Regions from separate parts of the Mus musculus genome. Here region 1 is linked to region 2. The links are chromatin contacts, called in public HiChIP or PLAC-seq maps. All regions are on one chromosome and are shown on one strand. The core of a region is the stretch at or near the end of the contact, and the rest is flanking DNA. Distances in the headings are between cores, read along the strand shown.

Region 1 (5,018 bases), core at 13-2,512, 49 kb before region 2:
CAGAATCATTTTTTTTTATGTCATCTCTGTTTTATAGATGAAAATTTGGAAGCTCATCGGTGTCCAGTATGAGTTGGTAACAACACAGTCCAAGGGGGAAACCAGACATCAAATACACAGCTTATGGTGCTGGGTTCCAAGAATTTGCCCTGGAAAAAGGCAGAATAATGATGCTCAAAGAGGTCTACATGTTAATCCTGGATTCAGGAGATGCATTGGTCCATGTGGTAAAGGGACTTTGTGGGTGTGACTAAGGATCATGGAATAGAGAGGGCCTTAGTTTGATGTCCATTACTCTGATAAAATACCCCCAACAAAAAACAATTTAGGAGAGAAAAAGGTTATTTGGTATAATTCTGGGTTATATTCACTATTTTGGGGGGAAATTAAAGGCAAGAACTCAAAGCTTAGTGTCCATGGTCAAAAGAAGAGAGATGCATGCATCTCTCTTTTACTTGCTCTCAGATAGCTTTCTTCTCTCTTACACTGTTCTAGACCCCACTGCTTAGGGATTGGTGCAACCCAAAGCAGCCTGAGACTTTCTACATCAATCAGATGTCAAGACAATCCTCCACCACCACAGACATGCCCACAGGCAAACCTGAACTTGATAATTCCTCATCAAACTTTCTTCTCATTGACTCTAGCTGTGCCAATTGACTAACCAGCACAGAGAGATTATCTCGGTGTGTGGTTTGGATACATGGTTATAGCGGTGTGAATATGCTTGGTCTAGGGAGTGACATTACAAGGGGGCATTTCTCTTGTTGGAGTAAATGTGGTCTTGTTGGAAGAAGTGTGTCACTGTGGGGGTAGGCAATGAATCCCTCCTCCTAACCACTTGGGAGCCAGTCTTCTCCTAGAGGCCTTCAGATGGAGATGTAGAACTCTCAGTTTCTCCCGCACAATGCCTGCCTGAGTGCTGCATGCTTCCTGTCTTGATGATAATGGACTGAACCTCTGAACCTGTAAGCCAGCCCCAATTAAATGTTGTCATTATAAGCATTGTCTTGGCTGTGATGTCTGTTCACAGCAGTAAAACCCTAACTAAGACAATGGTCTTTACCAGAAGACCTAAAGGGACTAATGGAATTACCTAATCTTGGACTTAAAACTCTAGAACCCTGAGCCAAACTTTCATTTTGCTTCACCATCAGTCTGTGCCAGCTATTGCATCCCAGTGACACATGGCTGGTGACTAAGAGAAGACTAATTGCCACAGAGCCAATTACTCAACACTGAGCAATCTAAACAACCATTTGTTAGCCTTTCATTTCTATGAGTCAGGAATCCAGCCATGAACCAGCAGGATCCCCCTGGCCCATGGTTCCCTGTGAAGATACAGTGGAGCTGTTGGTCAGAGTGGGTAACCTAGCTAGCCTGCAGGGTCACAACCTCGGTCCTGAGTCGAAGATGCCTCTCTGCAAGGTACAGCAGGCTTACCTAGGGAGAATATGGGAGAACAAAACCAATTATATGCTAATCTGGAAGTGGCATCCTATCACTTCTGCCCTTGTCTGTCCATCTGAATGAGACCAACCAGACCAACTCAGGTGAAAGAGACCGCAATGGGAGTGAATATCAAAAGGTATTATCTGGCCACCAAGAGCCATTTAGGAGCCAGACTGGCAGAGATTCAATTTAAGATGAAGAAAGAATACAATTCAAGTTGATGCTATTTTTCTATGGCATCTGGAAAGGTATAGACCAAGGGCTATTATTTCTTTTAAATTGAATGAGAGTGAAGAACAAGAAAATGAACTAGGTGTGCAAGTGCACACTTGTAATTCCAGCATTAAGGGGGCTGGGATGAATGAACAGCAAGCTCGAGGTCGGGCTGGGTTATGAGACTGACTCAGAAGAATATAAAGAAAAGTAGATGGAAGAGGGAGAAGGGGTGGGGAGGAAGAGGGAGAGGAGGAGGAGGAAGAAGAGGAGGAGGAGGAGGAGGCGGCAAGAGCCAGAGCAACCCTAGATGACAGTAATCAGAACATGGTTGAGGGACATGGTGGTAAGAAGAAAGCCAAGCTGCTGATGGAAACACTGAGAGTAAAGGCAAGGAATGACCAAGGAAGACACTTGATGTCAGCCTCAGGGCTCCACACGCACACATCCCATATATACAGGCATTCACACATGCCACACATACTACTCCAGAGAAAAGAAAACAAAAGAAAGGCAAGAAAAAAAATAGAGCTTACTCAGGAGGCTTCAGACAAGAACAAAGACTCAATCAGGGATTGGACTAGTTGTCATTCATATATGTAACCCTCCTGCAAAACAAAACAAAACAAATAAACAAACAAAACTGTCAACATGATGCCCATGTGCTGAAAATTTAAGTGATGTTAAATATAGAAGCAATAGACCAACCAGACCAGCTTATTTATCAAGGGAAATTTTATGAGAGCATGGTAGCCAAGCTGCAACATGGTTGCTACTTGATGCATTTATCCAGAATTATAGTGATAATTCAGAGCAGAAAGAAGAGAAGACAAATAGGGGAAATGTACAGTTTGGTGAGGAAAAAGGACATACACATTAAAAGCTGTAGACAAAGCACTTCTTATTGTTAAAGAAACAGGTGCCATGAAAGAGAAAGCACATGATTTACACTGGAAAAATAGGAGAGATGGTTCTGGGGAGCGATGCTCAGACAGCGCAGCCTAAAGACATGTTTGCCCAGATTCAGCTACACTGGCATTTGTAATGGCCATCTTGGTGGGTCCAGCTTCTGCTTGAACTATCAGCATACCAGAACATTAGCCATGTGGCACTGTCTTGGAACAGGAGTTTTGGGGGACAAAAAATAAAATCCAGAGGCCAAGAAATGTATAGGAGGGTAGGTACGTACGGAATATGTGAGACAGCTGTGTATGCAGCTGTGTAGGTAAATCTGCAGCTGTATTAGAGACCCCAGCGTGTTGGGTGTGCCAAGAATGTAGGACATCTACGGTGCACAAGAACTAGGTCAAGTTGGCCCAAGAGGGCACGTATGATACTATACAGGATTTGAATATATTTCTTCTTCCTGAGTGAGGGTCTACTTTAGACATCCCAGCTTCTCTTGCCTCCCTGGCACTCAGCTAAATCCCACTCATCAGGTTAAGAGGAAATGAATCCCAACTCACAGATTCCGAGCAAGTCCAGGGTGACCCTTGCAGGCACCGCTCCTCCAAAATCATTGGCCCCATTCAGAGCTCCAGAACAGGGCCTCAGAAGGCTCTCTGTGACAAAGTTACCTGTTAACTTTCTGGGCTTAACAGGATTATAGCCGGGTAGTAATGAACGTTGGAAAAGTTTGACCAGGTCTTAATAAAAAGAAATTAAATTTTTTTAGTTCTTTGGAACCCTGGAGAAAAAAGTGAATAACCGTTCTCCAAAAGGAATCCTGCAAAATGTGGGAAACAAGACCGGAACATCCCGTTAAATAAAGCAATTGGCCTTAGTGACAAAGGCCCAGTTAAACACCTCTTGTGTTCACACAAGCCCTTTGTGTGGTGGTATCCTCTAGAGGACTTTAGCCAGTTTGGACAAGAGAGATATGGGACTAAGAAAATAGCAAAGAAAGGAGACTTAGCAACCAGAAAGGAAAGACACTGATAAGATAGCTGAGACCTGCTGTAAGCACAGAGCTCAAAGGACTATTGAGCCTTAGAGGAAATGACATTTTCAAAGGAGCCAGAATTTTAAAAATCGTTTCATTGTTAAATCTTGGGGCATGATGTAGAGTGTCCCTTTGGCTGCTCCAATTGCATGAGCTGGAATTGGGCTGCAAATCTGAACGGAAGACAGGGAAAAGTCATTGGCTCTTGGTCTCAAATATGTCTGTAGGGTCCTGGGTATGGGGAGAAGTGGGACAGGTCCTCACAGTCCTACCCAATTCTCTGCATCTTTCAGTGTCTGTAGAAATCTGAGAGTATGAGAAGAATCTCCTGCCACCACAGCCCACAGTTGAGGAGTGCTCAGCTCCCTTCTCTCTCTCTCCCTCTTCCTCTCTCCCTCCCCCTCTCCCCCTCCCCCCTCTTTTTCTTTCATTGGGTATTTTATTTATTTACATTTCAAATGTTATCCCCTTTCTCAGTTTCTCCTTTGGAAACCTCCTATCCCATCCCCGTACCCATGCTTCTATGAGGGTGCTCCCCCACCCACTCACCCACTCCTGACTCCCCACCCTGGCATTCCCCTACACTGAGGCATCGAGCCTTCACAGGACCAAGGGCCTCTCCTTCTACTGATGCCCAACAAGGCCATCCTCTGCTACATATGTGGCTGGAGCCAAGGTTTGCTCCTTGTGTAATCTTTGGTTGGTGGTTTAGTCCCTAGGAGCTCTGGGGGTCTGGTTGACTGATATTGTTGTTCTTCCTGTGGGGATACAAACCCCTTCAACTACTATGGTCCTTTCTCTAACTCCTCCATCAGGGATCCTGTGCTCAGTCCAAAGGCTGGTTGATTGCAGGCAGAGCCTCTCAGGAGACAGCTATATCAGGCTCTTGTCAGCATGAATTTCTTGGCATCCACAATAGTGTCTAGGTTTGGTGTCTGTACATGGGATGGATCCCCAGATGGGGCAGTCTCTGGGTGATCTTTCCTTCAGTCTCTGCTCCACACTTTGTCTCCATGTTTCCTCCTGTGAGTATTTTGTTCCCCTTTCTTAAGGACAGAACCATCCACACTTTGGTCTTCCTTCTTCTTGAGTTTCATTGGGGTCTGTGAATTGTATCTTGGGTATTCCGAGCTTTTGGGCTAATATCCACTTATCAGTGGGTACATACCATATGTGGTTTTTTTGTGACTAGGTTACCTCACTCAGGATGATATTTTCTAGTTCAATGGAACTAGAAATCATTTGCCTAAGAATTTCATGAAGTCATTGTTTTTAATAGCTGAGTAGAACTCCATTATGTAAATGTAACACATTTTCTGTATCCATTCCTCTGTTGAAGGGCATCTGGGTTCTTTCCAGCTTCTGGCTATTATAATAAGGCTGCTATGAACATAATGGAGCATGTGTCCTT
Region 2 (5,108 bases), core at 2,210-4,709:
TCCCCTGGCCACACGGACTACCTGATCTGTATTGAAATGTCTTGTGAGTCTAAGATCTAGTATGGGGAAAGAAAAAGAGGGAAAAAAAAGAGTATTGGTGTTTTTATACTGACTATACCTTTAAGTGGTGGGTTTTAATATATGAAATGTTAAATATGGAAACACTAAAATTGATTTCCCCGCTCCTCTTTCTCTTCTGAGGTGACTAATCACCCAATCTGAATTATGCATGGAGCACTCCTATCATGTGTCAACTGGACAGCACTGGTTTACAGGACAGCACTTGCTGCCCCAGGGTGAGGACTGTACAAAATCTCTCTCCAGAGCTTCATCAGAAGCAACAGCAAGGAAGAGAGAGGGGACATCTGCTCCCATCCCTTCAAAAAACGTCTCACCAGGTCAAGGAAGAGAACTTGCCTGCCGGGTAATCAAAAACTAAAGCATTATTTGGAAGCAAATAGATGATGTTATGTTCTTGCCTGCTGTGTGCAGGCATTTGTAAACTTAACTTTTAAAAGGCCACCAGGGCTGAAGAGACAGCTTGGTTGGCTTGGTCAGTATAGCACTCGCCGTGGAAGAAAATAAACCTGAGTTCATGTCCATGGCATCCATATAAAAGAGCCAGGCACAACAGCTCATGTCTGCTACTGAGGCATCAGAGTCAGGAGAGTCCCTGGGACTCATCGGCCAGAGACTTAATCAAACGCCGAGCTCTAGGTTAAGTAAGAATGCCACCAAAGAAGACCCTTGGTAATGATTCTGGTCACCATTCTAATTAATGCACATGTGTGTGCACATGTGTGCAGATGTACACAAGCATGTGCACATGTGTCCAGATGCACCCATGGGTACCTGCATGTACACACACACACACACACACACACACACACACAGAGCAATTTTGACAACATGGAAAGCCATCATCTTCACTTTTGATAGATCAGCTGTTTCCTGGAAAAATCGTTACCCAAATCAATTAATGTCATAGCAATCAGTTTAGCCCTGAAAAGGACACCTGTCCATGGCCAATGTGCTCTCTCCAGAAGCACGGATGATCAATAGGCAGGTTGGAGCTGGCTTGCGAAAGAGAATGGGATACTGGTTAGCTTCGTTGAGAAGGAAGTGCTGGCTGAGTACTTTCAGCACAGCGGAGGCAACCAAATTCTCTCACTGTCAAACAGAAACTCCCTGGTACAAGAGCATGGTGCATTCGTCTTGGACACACGATGCCTTTTATCTAAAGCCATTGACTGAATTCAACATGTCAACCATCCCTTGGTTGGACTACAATATATTTTCGACTACAAGAAGGTATATTTCTTTCTTGATAAAAAGAGCCCCATTAGTTTTTCAGAGGTTTTGTCTGTCCCCATCGGATGCCCACCATTTGTTGCTAGAATAAGTTGTTTCTAGGGAAGTATAGAATGCCGTGTGCCGTAGAAAACGGGACACATATGGGAAGCCGGTAGCAAGGTCCCCGCCTGCCCTTCTCAGGCTGAAATAGTTCTGTTGACAAGGCTGGTTGCTAGCCAGCTGCTGGAGTCCCCTCCCTGCCCAGCTTGCCTTTCAAACTGTGAGTCTGAAGCCTCCAGAGCACCCTGCTAAGGCACTCATGAAAAAGCTTCTGGGGGTTCCTGTATAAGCCCTACACACGGGTCCCCAACACAAGAAAACTGAACAGGATTCGGAGCCTGGCTACAGTCTGTGTCAGCCCTGCCTCTCCCCGCTCCTTGCCTGGGTTCTCCAGGGACAGCCACCTGCACTAAATGTAAAATCTTCAGTCAAACGGACCTCCTACCTGTACCACCTTCTGTTTCTCTGATATATTTGGGATGGGGGTGCGGGGGGTGTTGTGTCTTCTTGTGCTCAGGGCCCTCTCCAGTTCGAAGGGCACAGATAAAACTGAATAGTTTGCAATTTTAGGCAACAACAATTTCTTTTTTTAAAGTATGATTCCCATACAAATTTGTTAAATTTATTCTAATTTTATTCCCTTTTCTCTACCACCCACTCCACCTCCTCGAACCCAAATGCCAGTGGGAAAGAACACATCTAGACTGATCTGAGATCTAAAATACTTCAGCTTTTTTGCTGTTACTTAGAAAATAGTCATTTAAAATAATATTTTATGGGTTTTTTTTTCTTTTAAGCAAATCACAAAACTTCTGCTAGTATAAACTAGTATGCACGGGGGCCCGATTAAAAGCTAACAAGAACCAAAATGTGAAATGAATTCCTAAACAAGGCTGGCTGGGCACGGATTCCTCCACCCAAGTTATACTGTGTTCCACCTTTGAAGGCATGGAACAACCGAGATGTGTGGTGTCCAGTTCCAAAGATCCCCCAACCCCAAAGAATATGAACTGGGACATGGAATCGCAAAGCAGGGTGGGGAAGTCCAACCCTTGGGCAGCCAGCTGTCATTGTCCTCTGATGGAGACCCACGTTCTTCTGCCTGGACTAGATGCTGAGACTTGCCTGAGCTCCCACCGGGAGAAGAAGGGGAGTCCCGTGGATATCCCAAGCCTGGTCTTTAAAATAGGAAATGAGACATTGGGGCGGGTCCCTTTCCAGAGCGTTAAGTCTAGAGGTTGGGATCCAAACATCAGGAATCCCCTAGCCATTTCTTCTTGGCTCTGAATGTTTCTTTCTCTAGCTGTACCTCTTTAGGAGACTTTTCCTAAATCGATGGAATCTTCCGCATTCATTAGAATACCTGCAGTCAAAGAATTTCCCCAACCGCAACTCCTGTTAGGACGGGATCCCTAATCTTGGGTAAGACCCTGAGGTTTTGCCCCTTCAAAGCAATGTTAGGTGTTCAGTCTAACGTTCTCCCAACTGAGCTATGGCTTCGTCCTCGCCCTCCCCTCCTGGAAGGATGCAGGATGAGGCTGGCTGGTCCCCCTCTCCAAGTCCTGGGATACATACTGATCTTCAGCCCCAGAGAGTAATCCTGCTCCTCTGGCTCCCAGGACTGGCCAAAAGCGCCGGGCACCCGCGAGCTGTATCCAGCTCCAGCCGAGAGCCGTGGTGGCTTGCTTACCTGGGGAGAGCCGGCTCAGAGCCGCAGGTCTCCAGGCGCAGCTCCGGGACCCGCTGCGCGCAGCGCGATGCGGTGGCTGCTGAGGCGGAGTGCGCGCTGCTCCCGCCTGATGACGCTGTCAGCTGCCCTGCGCCCCGCACCGCCCTGTGCACCGCACCCCCAGTGCAATGTCCAGAGCCCTGCACCTCCAGTGCAACGCCCAATGCAACGTCCTGCCCCCTGTGCTGCCCCTCTCTGTCTGCCCCTCTCTGCCTTATGCACCCGCCCGAGCTCTCTGCACAGCCTTACAACCTCCAGCACCGCTCCCTGCACCGCCCGCACGCGCGCCTGGCCCTGTGCAGTCCTCCCACGCGGTGCTCTCTGGCTCTAGCCTCCCGGCCTCCGGCTCCACCCTCCTCAAGCTCCTGCAAGCACAGTGGTTGCTCGTTGCGGTGGCCTGCTTTTCACCGGGAGCCTTCAGCTGCCCTCTACCGAAAGCTTCTGGAATAGATGACAAGAGACTAGAATTTTCTGAAAATTAAATGAATCAAAAATCATTCCGTTGAAAGGACAGTGGATTCCTGTGTTTAAAACTATGCTCCTACCCTAGTGTACTTAATCACTGCTTACCACGCAATAAGACTTGGTCACTGGGCAAGGTTTCTGTTCCTGTAGCTGTGACAAAAACAAGCTAAGGAAAACTGGGTTTGCTCTGGCTCATAGTTCAGAGTAAAAAAGCAAAGCAGGAAAAAAAAAATCTTGAAATGGCTGATCACATCGCATCGGTAATCAGAACTTAGACGACTGTGGAAGCACGCTGCTACCGAGATCAATTTGTATAGTCCAGGATCCTGTACCCAGGAATGGTCTAGCCCACAGTCAAGACCGGCCTTTGCACAACACTTAAGTAATCAAGATAATCTCTCCTCCCACAAGCCTGAGGCCCGTCTCCAGGTGACTCTAGATTCTGTCAAGTCGACAATAGTAGTCACATGTGCTAAATCACAAGACAGCCTGTCACTTAGAGGTGCCAAGAAATTCCCTGCCTGAAAGGCAACCATACTACAAGAATTCAAGCGTTTTAACAGGACAGGGCTCTGACATCACCTCTTTGGGTAAGCTTGGGGGACCACGCTGCTCAGCAGCTTTTCATGACCATTTCAAAGAATTAACAGAGAGAGAGAGAGAGAGAGAGAGAGAGAGAGAGAGAGAGAGAGAGAGAGAGAGAGAGAGAGAGAGAGAGAGAGAATATGCTGTACTGACATTTTGTAAGCGCTGGACAGGAACATCTACCTATATCATACTTGCACTCTATGGCTGGAGGAAACTCTTTTTTTCTTTTTTTATCCTTATCTTTGTCCTTTGGTGATGTGGTAAAAGAATTACAAAATGGGGCCTGTATCTTCTAAATTAGGCTTAGCTTACAGATTCTGTAAGCTATAATATAGTCACTTTTCTGTTTGGGTAAGTTCTGGAGTCCTGTAATTTCAGAGGATATAATCCTTTGAAGTTGGTTTGCAAAGCAAATCTCTGCCCTGCTATTCACAGGAAACATGTTTGTTTGTTTGTTTGTTTGTTTTGAAATCTTACCTAAGATATGCTTTCACTATTTACAGTTAAGATAACATCTTTGTTCCTTAGTTCAGCTTGACTCTGGCCTTAGTGCTATGGCTACTAAAATAAGAAGGGAGTAGACCATTTTTAACAAGGCCATTTGAGAGTGGCCTTCACAAATGTAGCCCTACTTTGAATATGCCTGTGAGCAGGAAGTCCACATGTCCACAGTCTCTCCATTATGAAGGTCTGTGTATGACTGTGGAGATGACTCAGTTGCTACAGGACTTGGGGAGCACACACAAGAATCCGAGCTTGATCCCATGCATGCAAAAAAAAAAAAAAAAATTAACATTTTGACATTCTTGTAATCCCAGAGTTGTAGAGCCAGAGACAGTATTAGGGGACAGCTCGCTCCATTTTTTTTCTTCCTTTTCCTAGTTAAACATAATGTTAGAACTTGATTTATTTGTATACTGTTCCCTAACTGTGTGTTTTTCTCTAATCATGTCCTAACATGAAGGCCACCTTG

What was found. HiChIP or PLAC-seq counts read pairs in DNA pulled down with a chosen protein or histone mark.
Region 1: a contact with region 2 is called in an HNF4G HiChIP or PLAC-seq map of pancreatic cancer cells. The contact joins the enhancer-like site here to the promoter of Diras2 in region 2. A contact is called at or near these places in 6 of 39 promoter capture datasets (the 3T3-L1 cell line, embryonic stem cells, hippocampal neurons and 2 more), 10 of 484 Hi-C or Micro-C datasets (the C2C12 cell line, the N1E-115 cell line, adipose-derived mesenchymal stem cells and 7 more), 4 of 115 datasets of contacts at active chromatin or transcription factors (embryonic stem cells, forebrain and pancreatic cancer cells) and 3 of 9 other capture datasets (embryonic stem cells, liver and pancreatic islet).

What each region holds. Positions count from the first base shown.
Region 1 is chr13:52,480,734-52,485,751 of GRCm38.p6, forward strand. No RefSeq gene overlaps it. Among named protein-coding and RNA genes, the nearest start is that of Diras2, 48 kb to the right of the region's middle. Within about 2 kb of position 1,263, at least 38 of the 459 cell types and tissues checked have an H3K27ac peak or open chromatin away from gene starts, as enhancers often do. A contact at or near this core is called in the C2C12 cell line, the N1E-115 cell line, embryonic fibroblasts and 2 more, where this site is marked.
Region 2 is chr13:52,527,377-52,532,484 of GRCm38.p6, forward strand. It overlaps Diras2 (DIRAS family, GTP-binding RAS-like 2), which reads right to left and starts at 3,460. Exons shown (of 2, transcript NM_001024474.2): 1 at 3,044-3,460.